2 separate regions of the Callithrix jacchus genome follow, and region 2 is linked to region 1. Evidence: chromatin contacts called from public Hi-C data. All regions are on one chromosome and are shown on one strand. The core of a region is the stretch at or near the end of the contact, and the rest is flanking DNA. Distances in the headings are between cores, read along the strand shown.

Region 1 (5,678 bases), core at 1,992-4,491:
GAAGGCAAGGGTGGAAGCAGGAACACTAGTTAGGAGCCTGTTGCAGAAACCCAATGGAAAAATGATGATGGCTTGAACTGGGATGGTAGCAGTAAAAGTAGTGAGAAGTGGATAAATTTGGGGCATATTTTGAAAGTAGAACTGAGAAGATTTGCTGATGATGTGACTAGGCATTGAATATAGAGTCTGGAGTGTAGGGGAAAGATCCAGTGGGGAGATGCATATTTGGCCTTTATCTTTGTATAGATCGTATTTGAAAAAGACAATATGAGATCATTAAGGACTATACAGGAATATTAAGGAGGTGAGTATAGATAGAAAAAGAAAGGCCAAGCTCTATGGTATTCCAACATTATGAAGGTAGAGTTATTGTTGTCATTATTATTAACTTTTCCTGCAGTGAATGATTTTTTGATAGTTGATGATCTGTCTTCAGGTTAGATTTATGGCAATTTGTTAGTCACTTTTACTTATTACTGCTAATGACAACACACAATTCATAAACAATTAACAAAAAACATTAATAAAAGTAGAGTGTTGGAAAGAAAAAAAAAAAAGAACAGAAAGAGCCAGCAAAGGAGGCAGAAAGAACTAGTCAGGAAGGTTGATAGAAAACCAGTAGAGAAAACCCTAGCTGCTAAGGAAAGAAAACAATTCAAGAGGAAAAGTGTTTAACAGACTTCAAATGCTTATGACTGCTCAAGTAGGGTGACCAATGAATGTAGCAATACTAAAATCTTAACATATTTAAAATAATTTCACATAGTACTGAACTCTTCAGCCTTGGAGAGCCTTTTTCTTTCATATCTGAACAGCACCATCTTGTGGCAAATATTTGTAAAATCAAAATTCCTGAGTTCAATTAATAAGTTTCGTTGTTAATAAATGTTTCCGTTATTAACAAATGTTTTGCTGGAAACTCACTCTGCAACAAAATATGCTAGGCTTTAGAGATGTGAAGCCAGGACAATTAGACAAGACAATTAGGACTGACTACACAGGTGCTTTATACAGAATATCAGGTGCCATGAAAGCACTCAGGAGGGCCATCTGCAGCAGGAGACACTCCACACTATCAAGACAAAGACAGGTGGGCATTTTCTAGGCAGTGGGCGCGGCATTTGAAAAAATATTGAAGTACCAGAGAGCAAAGTGCTGTATGCTAGGATCATTTTGCACTAGACATTTATGGCTCAAGTCCACAGAGCAGGAGGTAAAAGAGGAAGCAGGTAGTGGTGAAAGCAATGGAAAGGTAAATTAGATTAAATGAGTATAAGGAAGCTAAAGCATTTTGCTCAGGACTTTGGCTTTCAACATGTTGGCAGACAGACAGCCCCTGGTAGGTATTAAATGGGAGTGATCTGATCTGACTTCATGCATGTTAAAATAGTCTAAAATTGTTGGTGATGAATATTACAGATGATATGGTGACCTAAGGGACTTTGGGTTGTACCTTTTAGAGAGAAGGTGAGTGCACTTTTGTTAATGTGAAAAAGATGTGTATTCTATTGGAAGACAGCATACCATTATAGCTATTGCTGTTGTCTGGAAGTTTAGATTTGTAAAGAAACTAGGCTACAGAACTGGAAGATCCTAGACTGGGAAAACAGTTAGTTAAGAGGCTGCTACAGGGGCCGGGCGCGGTGGCTCACGCCTGTAATCCCAGCACTTTGGGAGGCCGAGGCGGGTGGATCACGAGGTCAAGAGATCGAGACCATCCTGGTCAACATGGTGAAACCCCGTCTCTACTAAAAATACAAAAAATTAGCTGGGCATGGTGAACCCAGGAGGCGGAGCTTGCGGTGAGCCGAGATCGCGCCATTGCGCTCCAGCCTGGGTAACAAGAGTGAAACTCTGCCTCAAAAAAAAAAAAAAAAAAAAAAAAAGAGGCTGCTACAATAGTCTAGGTGAGAAAGCAGAGCCCCAAAATGAGGAAGTGGTAGTGATGACAAAGACACATAGTAGGTAATGGGGGTGGCAGAGAGAGAAGAGTCAGGGATGCCTCCCAAGCTTGTGCCTTATGTAACTTGGTGGGTGGTGGTGCCATTCACTGAGAAAAGTAATATAATCAGGATGAGGTGGGGTGGGGGTGACCAAGTAATCCAGTCTGGGACCTATGGAGCTTGGGTGCCCATGGCCTCCAACAGTTGTCTAGTTGGCACTTGAACATGTAGATCTGGGGCATAAAAGAGCATCTCGGATTGGGGATACAAGTTAGGTTCTTGCTTAAATCATGTGAGTAACTGAGAATAGGTAGCGAAAACAGAGGAAAGAGAGCTAAAGACAGAACCAGTGACTGAAGTGCATATGCAGGGTGAGGGACCCATAATGGAGCAGAAGGAGTGAGCTGGAAGCAGCAAGAAAATCAGACACAGAATGGGGTCTGAAAGCCAAGGGAGGACAGTGCTTTGGCAGTGGTCAGCACCCATGGCTGCCAAGAAGTCAGCACCCACTGCATTTAACATCTTGACATTCAGAGGAAAAGCTTGGCTGAGAGGGAAAGGAGAGACCAATAGTCACAACTAAATGCAGGGTCAGGAGAGGCTTTCATTAAGAGAAGAGATACTTGGAATGCTTATGAACTGAAGGGAATTTGTTAGTAAAAAGAAAGAGGGTGAAATATATGTGTGGAAGCTTCTTAGAATTAAGTTCTTATCCTCTTGGGCACTGCTCTGTCTCTCTACCACTGCTTCTTTTGTGAATAGGAACAGGCCACTTAACTCCTGAGTGTGCTGGGTAGCAGGATAATGTCTGTGATGAACATTACAGATGATACAGTGACCTAATGGACTTCAGGCTGTACCTTTTAGAGAGAAGGTGAGTGTACTTCTGTTTGTACGAAGGAGAGCTGCATTATATTGGGAGATAGCATGCCATCATAGCTATCATAGCTATGCCATCATAGCTATTGCTGTTGTCTAGAGGTTTAGGTTTGAAAAGAAGGGTGTCGATGATGTTAATTAGCCAAAAGAGTGTTCTGAAGATTTGTTCATCTAAAACTTATTTCAGTCTCTTTCTACTGTATCTTCCTGTTCTTCCTATACTACAAGTACTAAACACTTTTATCTCCCAGACCCTCAATGCTAGGTTTCCTAAATGTAATCTAAGTTAACCAATCAGATGTATTTACATGTCTGAGTTTAATATGCAAGGAGGTTGAACATGAGGCAATTCCTTTGCTGGCTAAAATTCTGGTAGAGTTGGTGTAATTAAGGAGCTGGCTGCTTCCTGATTTGGCAGGAGGCTTCTGAGTGTGCCAAAAGCCCCAGGCCAGTAGACAAGTCTGTTATGTGGCTTTGAGAGGTGTGTCTAGAAACCCAACCTAGAGTGCAGCTCTTCAGCTTTCCAATGATACTGTACATCTCGTAATACCTCTTAATACTTACCTTTTGGCTTAACAAAGTTCTGTTCACAACTAAACTGTGATCGATATAATATCTAAAACACACTCTACTATCTGTTTCTGTAAATAATTTTTTATTGGAAGGCAGATATGTCCCTTCACTGACATTTTTGTCTCTGGCTTATTTCATACTACAAAGGCAGAATTGAGTAGTTGCAACAGAAACCACATAGCCCATAAAGCCTACAATATTTACTCACTGGCTCTTTACAGAAAAAGATTGCTGATCCCTCAACTACAGCATAGGAGTGCCAAGCTCTGCCAAGCTGTCAGGACACAGCAGAACAGATCTATGGCAGCCAGATAAGAAACATGTAGACTATTCTTAGACTTCTTAGACACTGGGAATATTTAAAAATCCCAAGAAAAGTAATAAGTATTTTCAGGAGTAAGATGAGTAGAATTTAAGTCCAACTTGATCTTAGATTGAAATAACATTCTTCAGAATCAGCTATCATTTGTTTTCTTTCTTTAGGGGATTGCAGAGAATCAATAAGGATGGCAAAGGCCCAATCTAAATAAAAGGATTATCAAATATTACCTATTGGCACTTATTTACAGTTAGAGTAAGCCAGTACCTATACTTTTCATTCTAGCTATTAGATCTTGCATTAGAAAGGTTAGAGTTATGGGATCTATCAAAGCCTAGCACTCTGTATTTTTCCTTCATGGCACTAATCAAAACTACAATTAATTAATTATGTGTATGGTTATCTGCTTAGTTTCTCATCTTTCCCTTCAGACTGTAAACTTGATCAGAACAAGGATCAAATTGTCTTATTCATCACTGTCTCCCCCAGAGCCTAGCATATTCAAGAAATACCTTTGAATGAATAAATTAGACAGCTCCAAATATATGACTGACAGAATTCTATAGCTTTAGAAAGATAGCCAAACAGATAGCTTTTGATCATCCCTATTACATAAATCATTGACTCAATCAGAATAGAAAGTAATCAATCCAAATATATTTTGTTGGATTTTTAAAATGAGCAATTATGTGCATTTTAAGAAATTATCTGAATATAAGGCCTGGCACAGTTGTTCATGCCTGTAATCCCAGTACTTTGAGAGGCTGAGCTGGGAGGATCACTTATGGCCAGGAGTTTGAGACCAGCCTGGGCAACACAGCAAGACCCGATGACTACAAAGAACATTTAATAAATAAATTTAAAAAGCATGAGGATCACTTGCACACAGGATTTTGGGGTTTCAGTGAGCAATGACTGCACCACTGCACTCCAGTCTAGGCAAGAGAGCAAGGCACTATTTCAAAAAAGAAAAAATTACATGAATATAAACATGACATATGTGTTACATGTAATATGAAAAGCAGAAAGGATTACAAAGTAGACAAAGGACCATTTTCTAACTATCAATAAATGAAACATGAAACTTTCCATAGTGCTTCCCATACCTGGATTCAGAAATTTCTGTACAAGTTGGTTGTCTTGTTGATAGAAAGCAATATTAATGTACATTTTCTATATTGCTTTGGTTTTTCTTTTCTTTTTTTAACAAGGAAAATCCTTTCAGGGGATACATTGTATTAAAAACTCAAGTTTACTTTCTTTATTACCCATCCATATCTTATCTATTAGCATACAGATGTATACAGAGGTCTGAGCTGCTGACAATCAGTTTTCTTTAAGATGTATCAGGTTCTTCTGTTTCTACTTTTGCTCTCCTGCTTTTACTCACACGTTGTACTTATTTAATATCCTTCCCTTTAGAACCATCATCTTACCTTTCTTTCTCCTCCAAAGATACAGGCTACAATGGAAAGAGGAAGTAACTCCTATGAAAAGTTCTTTAATTCTCTATTATGGCTGTAAAGTCATTAAAGGCATTTCCCAAGATCCATTTAACTATAGCATCATGTCTCTGTCTCTCTCTCTCATCTCCTCCTTCTCAGTCTCCTTTACTAAATGCTCTTTCTTGGCCTGTTTTTTAAATATCAAATTTGGCTATTTGCGGCTTCCACCTCTAGTACTGGTGGACTAGGTAAGTTGGATCAATGCTACTGCTGAGGGCAACTAGAAAAGCTGGACCATATATATATATGCATATATAAAAGGCTTGAAGCACATAGAACTAATGACATAGTAAAGAATTATGGAACCCAAATCCAGAAGACAGAAACCCAGAGACGACTCTCCTCCTAGAGTGTTTTCCAATTCCAGAAAAGGAAAGCGAGTGCTGTGCTTTTTGACAGCCCCTCATGGTTAGTGAGACAAATGTGTGATCCAGTCATGTGCTTTGGGTTGGGACCCTG
Region 2 (5,809 bases), core at 1,494-3,993, 110 kb before region 1:
CTGTCAACTGCTGCCTCTTGTCCTGCTCACTCCTGAGAGGTGAGTCCCCCAGATTCTTCTATGCCCAGCACAATCACAAAAATCTCTGATTTTTATGTGCAGGTTCCTTAAATGTTGCAACCTGGACATTTAGCAGGGTGGTAACATTTAAGGAACCATAATTGGCTGGGTGTGGTGGCTCTTGCCTGTAATCCTAGCACTTTGGGAGGCTGAGGGTGGACTGCTTGAGGCCAGGAGTCTGAGACCAGCCTGGCCAACATAGTGAAATCTCGTTTCCACTAAAAATACAAAAATTAGCTGGGAGTGGTAGCAGGCCTGTAATCTCAGCTACTTGGGAGGCTGAGGCACTAGACTTCCTTGAACCTGGGAGTTTGAAGCTGCAGTGAGCTGTGATCGTGCCACTCCACTCCAGCCTGGGCAACAGAGCAAGACTGCCTCATAAATATACATAATGGTTAATGAATAAGAAGTACAATTCAGGGAGTAGCTTCTAGTAAGTACCAAGACCCAGACCTGCCATCAGGGTCCGTTATGCCCCGGTTCTTCTCCAGGGCCTATTGTGACAGGGAAGTGCTCCAGGCTTCTTCTGCCTCCCAGCCCAGAGAGACAGTATTTTCTCTTATCTCATCCCTCAGTGCCCTAAAAGCAGAATGACCATCTGTCCCAGTTTACACTTGATGTCTCAGAGTTAATAGTTCCCTTCTTACTCCCCAAATAGCCCCAATTTGATGTTCAGCTACATGATCACTTTGTCTAGACATAATCAGCTCTAGGAAGACTAATAGTGAGAATATCCATTCTTTTCTGGGAAATCCCATCTCTCAACACCAAGGGACTGATCCAGCCTATGGGGCCTAACAGTGATCATACACCAAGAGTCTGGACGTAGTGCATTTACCGAAGTCTGGCTCATTCCATCTTACAAAATACAGTATGTGGGCATCACCAGTCCAATCCAGGTTGCAGAATGGCAGGATCAGTCCTCTCCCTTTACAGTCAGAGTCCAAACAACCTCAAAGTCCAGCCTGACAGAAGCCCTTCTTATACAACATTCAGACTTATCAGCCACTTATCCACAGGACAGTTTATGAGCCATGGTTCCCCTTCAATGATAGGAGCCCCATGGTGTTAGAGGACTAAGCAATTTTAGCAAATATACAAGCAACTAAATATATAAATAAATAAACCAAATAAACCTTTGACCTAAGTCCTAACTCTGTTGGGAAAAGAAAGCAAATATCAGCTCTATCAGCTTAGAAGCAAGACCCTTTCTGTCTGCAACACTTGGGTATGAACAGCCACATGCAAAGTGTATCAGACAAGCAAGTTTATACTGTTGGCATGGAAGTGATGCAAATCCCAGGCCAATTAAAAAAATCCAGCTTTGTACTCCCCATTCACCCTCAAGCCCAATCAAACTGAATCAAGATGTGGCAGGTGAGAGCTGTAAAGGAACCGACCCTGGTGCCCAGCTGGTCTCGGTCTATGCACCACATTTTTTCATTCACTCCCCATTCCCATGATTATACTGCAACTGTTGATGCTGCTCCTGCTTTCAAAGCCTCCTGGCACAGGAGACGAGTATTGCACAAGGGAACATTGGATATGTCTGGGCTGCCCGAGGGCCTCACAGGCTGTGAGTGGCTAAGTTTTCAAGACCCAACTCAGCTCCTGCCAGTTTTAAAAATTACACTGCCAGCACAGAGTGGCATCCAGATACCCTGAGGGCGTGTAACACTCCAACTTTTCCCATATGTCTGGAACTATGTGGAGTTTCTCATTTGCTAAATTGGGCCAAGTCAGAATATTTAGACCTGAGTTCTAATTCTAGCTTTGCTTCTAAATAGCTTACTTAACTCTCTAGACCTTAATATTCTCAACTGGAAAATGTAGGAGTTGGCCTAGGAAGCTACTAACATCCCTCCTGCTCTGGCATTCTGTGGGACTGCACTGCTCATGGGAATTACCTTCTGGTTGTTGTACCTCAGAAAATATTCTCTCCAAGCCTCAATTTCCTTGGCAAAAGTCGTACCCATACAATAGGCTCCTCACAAAGAGGTTGTGGACTTCAAGTAGGACTGTGTACATAGAAGCAGACAGCACAGTGAGTGCACACAGTAGGAACTCAATAACTGTTAATTTGTAACATCTCCCAGAGTCTCCATCTGTGAAAGAGAAATAATACTTGCCAATCTAGCTTGTGAAAATGTATATAGAGCAATGAATAGAGATGGAAAGTGCTTGGAATTAAGAAACGCAAATGCAAATGACAGGAGTTATTATTATGCAAAAATGGACTGAAGTCAGAGTTTAAGACGGAGCAGGAACAGATTCGATGTGCCTGATTAATTTATTAAACAGACTAAAATCATAATTAGAGAAGTCTGCTTAAACCCCTAGACTTCTCTCAGATGAGATTTAAAAATGGAAGGCAAAAGAGGAATCTCAGATGTTTCCACGGCTTGCTGGGCCCAGAAACGAGGCCAAGAGGAGAGAGGGAGGCCGAGGGAGGGGCAAGGGTGCTAAAATGACTGTTAGAGAGGGGAGCTGCTGAAGCCAAGGGAGCAGCTGGGAGTAGAGGCGATGACAGCTGAAGCGAAGGGGTTATTTCAGAACTGCTTACTGTGACCTGTTTAGCTTTGGCTCTCATTAAAGTCAGGGGAATGAGCTAGAGGAAACCTTTCTTCCCTTTTTATGAGAAAGGGTGAGGCTTGTTTGCCCAGGAGGGGTATCAACATGTAAGAGAGTGTGCCTGTTTCAGCTTAGAGGTCCTACAGAGAAGGAGCACTCATACCCTTAAGCAATGGGTTCTCTCCTGGAGGCCTGGAAGGAAGCAGGTGCCATGGGCTGATCGAAACTCTTGGGCGGAAATCCAGGCTTGGCTACAGGTTATTTTTGTCTAACATTTTATTATGAAAAATCTCATACAGCACAGTTGAGAGCACTTTTTAGTGAACACTGGCATAGCCCCACCTAAATTCTATTATTATGATTTTACTATATGTGCTTTATTGCATCTGTCCATCCACCTATCCCTCTAACCATCCATTACTTTATCCTAATTTTGGTGCATTTTGAAGTAAATTACAGGCTTCAATATATTCCCATATAAATACTTCATTTGATGTAAAATTTACATGCTATGAAATGCACAAATACGAAGTCTACAGATGCCTCATTTTGACAAACGTATGCACCTGTGTAACCCAAACCCCGTCTATCAAGATACAGAACACCATCACCTCAGGGTTGACTACAGATTTGCTACATGATCTTGGACAAGACCTTGCTTAACTTTGATTTCAGCTGGTCCCAGCTTTTTTGATTTTGGAACACTTTTTCCAAGTACCACGTTTAACAATTTTGTCTTAAACAATTAAGCCTACAGGGAACCTTGACTATCATTTAGTTTAAGCCTTCATATTACCATCAAAGGAATCTGAAGATTGGAGATATTTATCCAAAATCACTAAACTGGTGGCACAGTTACAACAGGAAATTAATATTTATTGAGCAACTTCTCCAAGCCAGGAAATACACTAGGTGCTTTATACGTGAACCCTCACCACAACCTGCCTCACAGGGCTATAATAAAGATGAAAGAAGATTAAATATGCAGAGTGCCTGGCATTGTGCCTGGCACAGAGCAGACACCAAATGTCATCATTGCTTTTCTCTTCAGCCCCACATTTACATTTTAACACATTCATACTGCGGAGATAGTAAATGTATATGCTTTGTCCCATTTAGTTATGACAATAACCCTGTGCATGCTTTAAATGAGAATATAGTGCTTGTTTTGGATCACTGTTAGTGAATGATGATAGCACTAAGACTCAAACTCAGTCTCCTGACCTCAAATAGTTTCAGGCAGTGAGAGGTAGGAGCTGTGTTTATGCTCCTCCCAGGCCATCTGGAGCTAGAGTGGAAGGGCAATTTGGAAAATGCTATGAAGGATATATTTGGTTTAAGTGACAGAAACCCAACTTAAACTGGCTAAATAGAAGAAAGGGGAATTTGTTGATGCTTAGCAGAGAAAGTTTTGGTCGCAATCTAGCTTTAGGCATGGCACTGATTGATTTAGGGCTTTATGTGATGTTACCAAAGATCTGACTTTCTCTCTCTTTCTGCACTCCCAGCCCCTCAAATTTTCTCTTATTTGGCTCCATTCTCAAGCAGCACCGCCCTCATGGAGGCAAGATAGCCATCAGCAGGTCTTGGTTTACTTCTCTCTAGATTAGCAATCTCAAAAGAAAAAGAAAATTTATTTTGCAACATCTGGCAAAACTCCAAGGATTGATTTTACTGAACCAGGTTGTTTTTTGTGTCTACTCTTGAAACAATCACTTTTAAAAAAGGACAGAATCTATTAACTGGCCACCATGGGTTATAAGCTACCACTCTAACCAGAGGTGGGTCCACCAAAGGTCATATCGCTAGTATAAACTCAGGTATGGTTGAAAGGGGCTCATTATGAGTAACAAGATACATGCCTATCACTCAGGGAATTCTAAGGGTTTTGGAAACTGAGGACAAAGACAAAACGTATTTTTTATTATACCACAGTTTGTAAGAGAGGTTTATAGATCATGCCTTAAAATTGGAAGCTCAAATTATAATCCACTGGGGTAAAGTCCAGTTGAAGTTCTTACTGCCTCATATAACCACTAAGAAAATGCCAAGCCATTCCCTTATTCCCTGATTTAATAAAAGATTTGGAGTCAAAGAGTCAATGCATTCATGTGTTGGCCTTCCAAGGAAACTTACCTGAATTGTCTCAGGAATCCTTAGTGTCTAAGCCCAGGGATCCAAAAATACATGAGGTCTACTCGAAACCCTTCCCAGGAAGGTCTCTAACCATCTATCCCCAAGGATGCCAACTGTCATGCCCTGCCCTATTGCAGCACTCTCTTACTTCCCTCAGAGATGTTCAGGCATCAGCGAAATTCTCAATAACAACTCCATTTTAGAGGTGCTTTCCCCACAAAGGAACTACTATGATGGTAGCCATTTTGAATATCAGGCCATGAGGGAGCTACTTCTGCTTACATGGGCCTTGTGGCCATCTTTCCTGGGCCATGTGAGGTAGGATGTGAAAGGGCATGTGCTCATAGCTTCCCTTTTTTTAGCACAGATGACTGAAATAAGAAAAAGTTGAGGCAAAAATTAGAAGAAGTCAGCAAAGTTTCTTTGGGCCAACCATCTCCTGTTTTGGTTCCCTTCTCCCACAGTCTTTCCCTTCCCCTTTACAGGTTCCCAGTGACTTCCTCCTTTCACACTACTTCACTGGAAGCAACACAGGGAAGGGACAGGAAAGGAAGAACAAAAGAGAGGACAGAGACCAGGGATGCTCAGCACACTGTACGCAAGAGAAACACGAAGTTGAGAAGAACCAAGACAAGTGACTTTTGAGTGAATTGACATTGATATTGCTCGAACATGAAAATGGTATTAGAGAAAAATTTCTGGAAAGCAAATTGCAGATTCTGCAAAACTCAGTATGTTAAAAAAATATGCATTTTTGCTGAATAAAATGAATTGATAAGTCATCTTATTCTGTATTCCCAATATAGACTCAAAAATTGGTCACAATATCATTGAGACCACCGAGGTCTGTCCCAGCCACTGTCACCTGGACTCTCCATGCCTATTCTTTCCCCATTCATGGCATTCATTAGAGAGGCTGAAATTTGTATGGGATCTTAGAGGGAAGAATAGTATATAGGGAAAAGCATCATGAGACTGGAACTGAAAATGCAGGCTCTAGTCCCCTCTGACAGTGATTAGAGTGAACTAGGATTAATCAAAT

Evidence for each region. A called contact is a pair of places that touch in the nucleus more often than the background predicts.
Region 2: a contact with region 1 is called in a Hi-C map of skeletal muscle, with 2.2 times the contacts expected there. The contact joins two enhancer-like sites. A contact is called at or near these places in 2 of 3 Hi-C or Micro-C datasets (both in skeletal muscle).

The regions. Positions count from the first base shown.
Region 1 is chr2:94,290,499-94,296,176 of calJac240_pri, reverse strand. It overlaps a transcript of TICAM2 not described here. Among named protein-coding and RNA genes, the nearest start is that of TICAM2, 7.4 kb to the left of the region's middle. Within about 2 kb of position 3,241, at least 1 of the 16 cell types and tissues checked has an H3K27ac peak or open chromatin away from gene starts, as enhancers often do. A contact at or near this core is called in skeletal muscle, where this site is marked.
Region 2 is chr2:94,400,810-94,406,618 of calJac240_pri, reverse strand. It overlaps LOC103791439 (a long non-coding RNA gene), which reads left to right. Exons shown (of 2, transcript XR_617811.5): 1 at 1-39; 2 at 5,253-5,809. Among named protein-coding and RNA genes, the nearest start is that of FEM1C, 73 kb to the right of the region's middle. Within about 2 kb of position 2,743, at least 3 of the 16 cell types and tissues checked have an H3K27ac peak or open chromatin away from gene starts, as enhancers often do. A contact at or near this core is called in skeletal muscle, where this site is marked.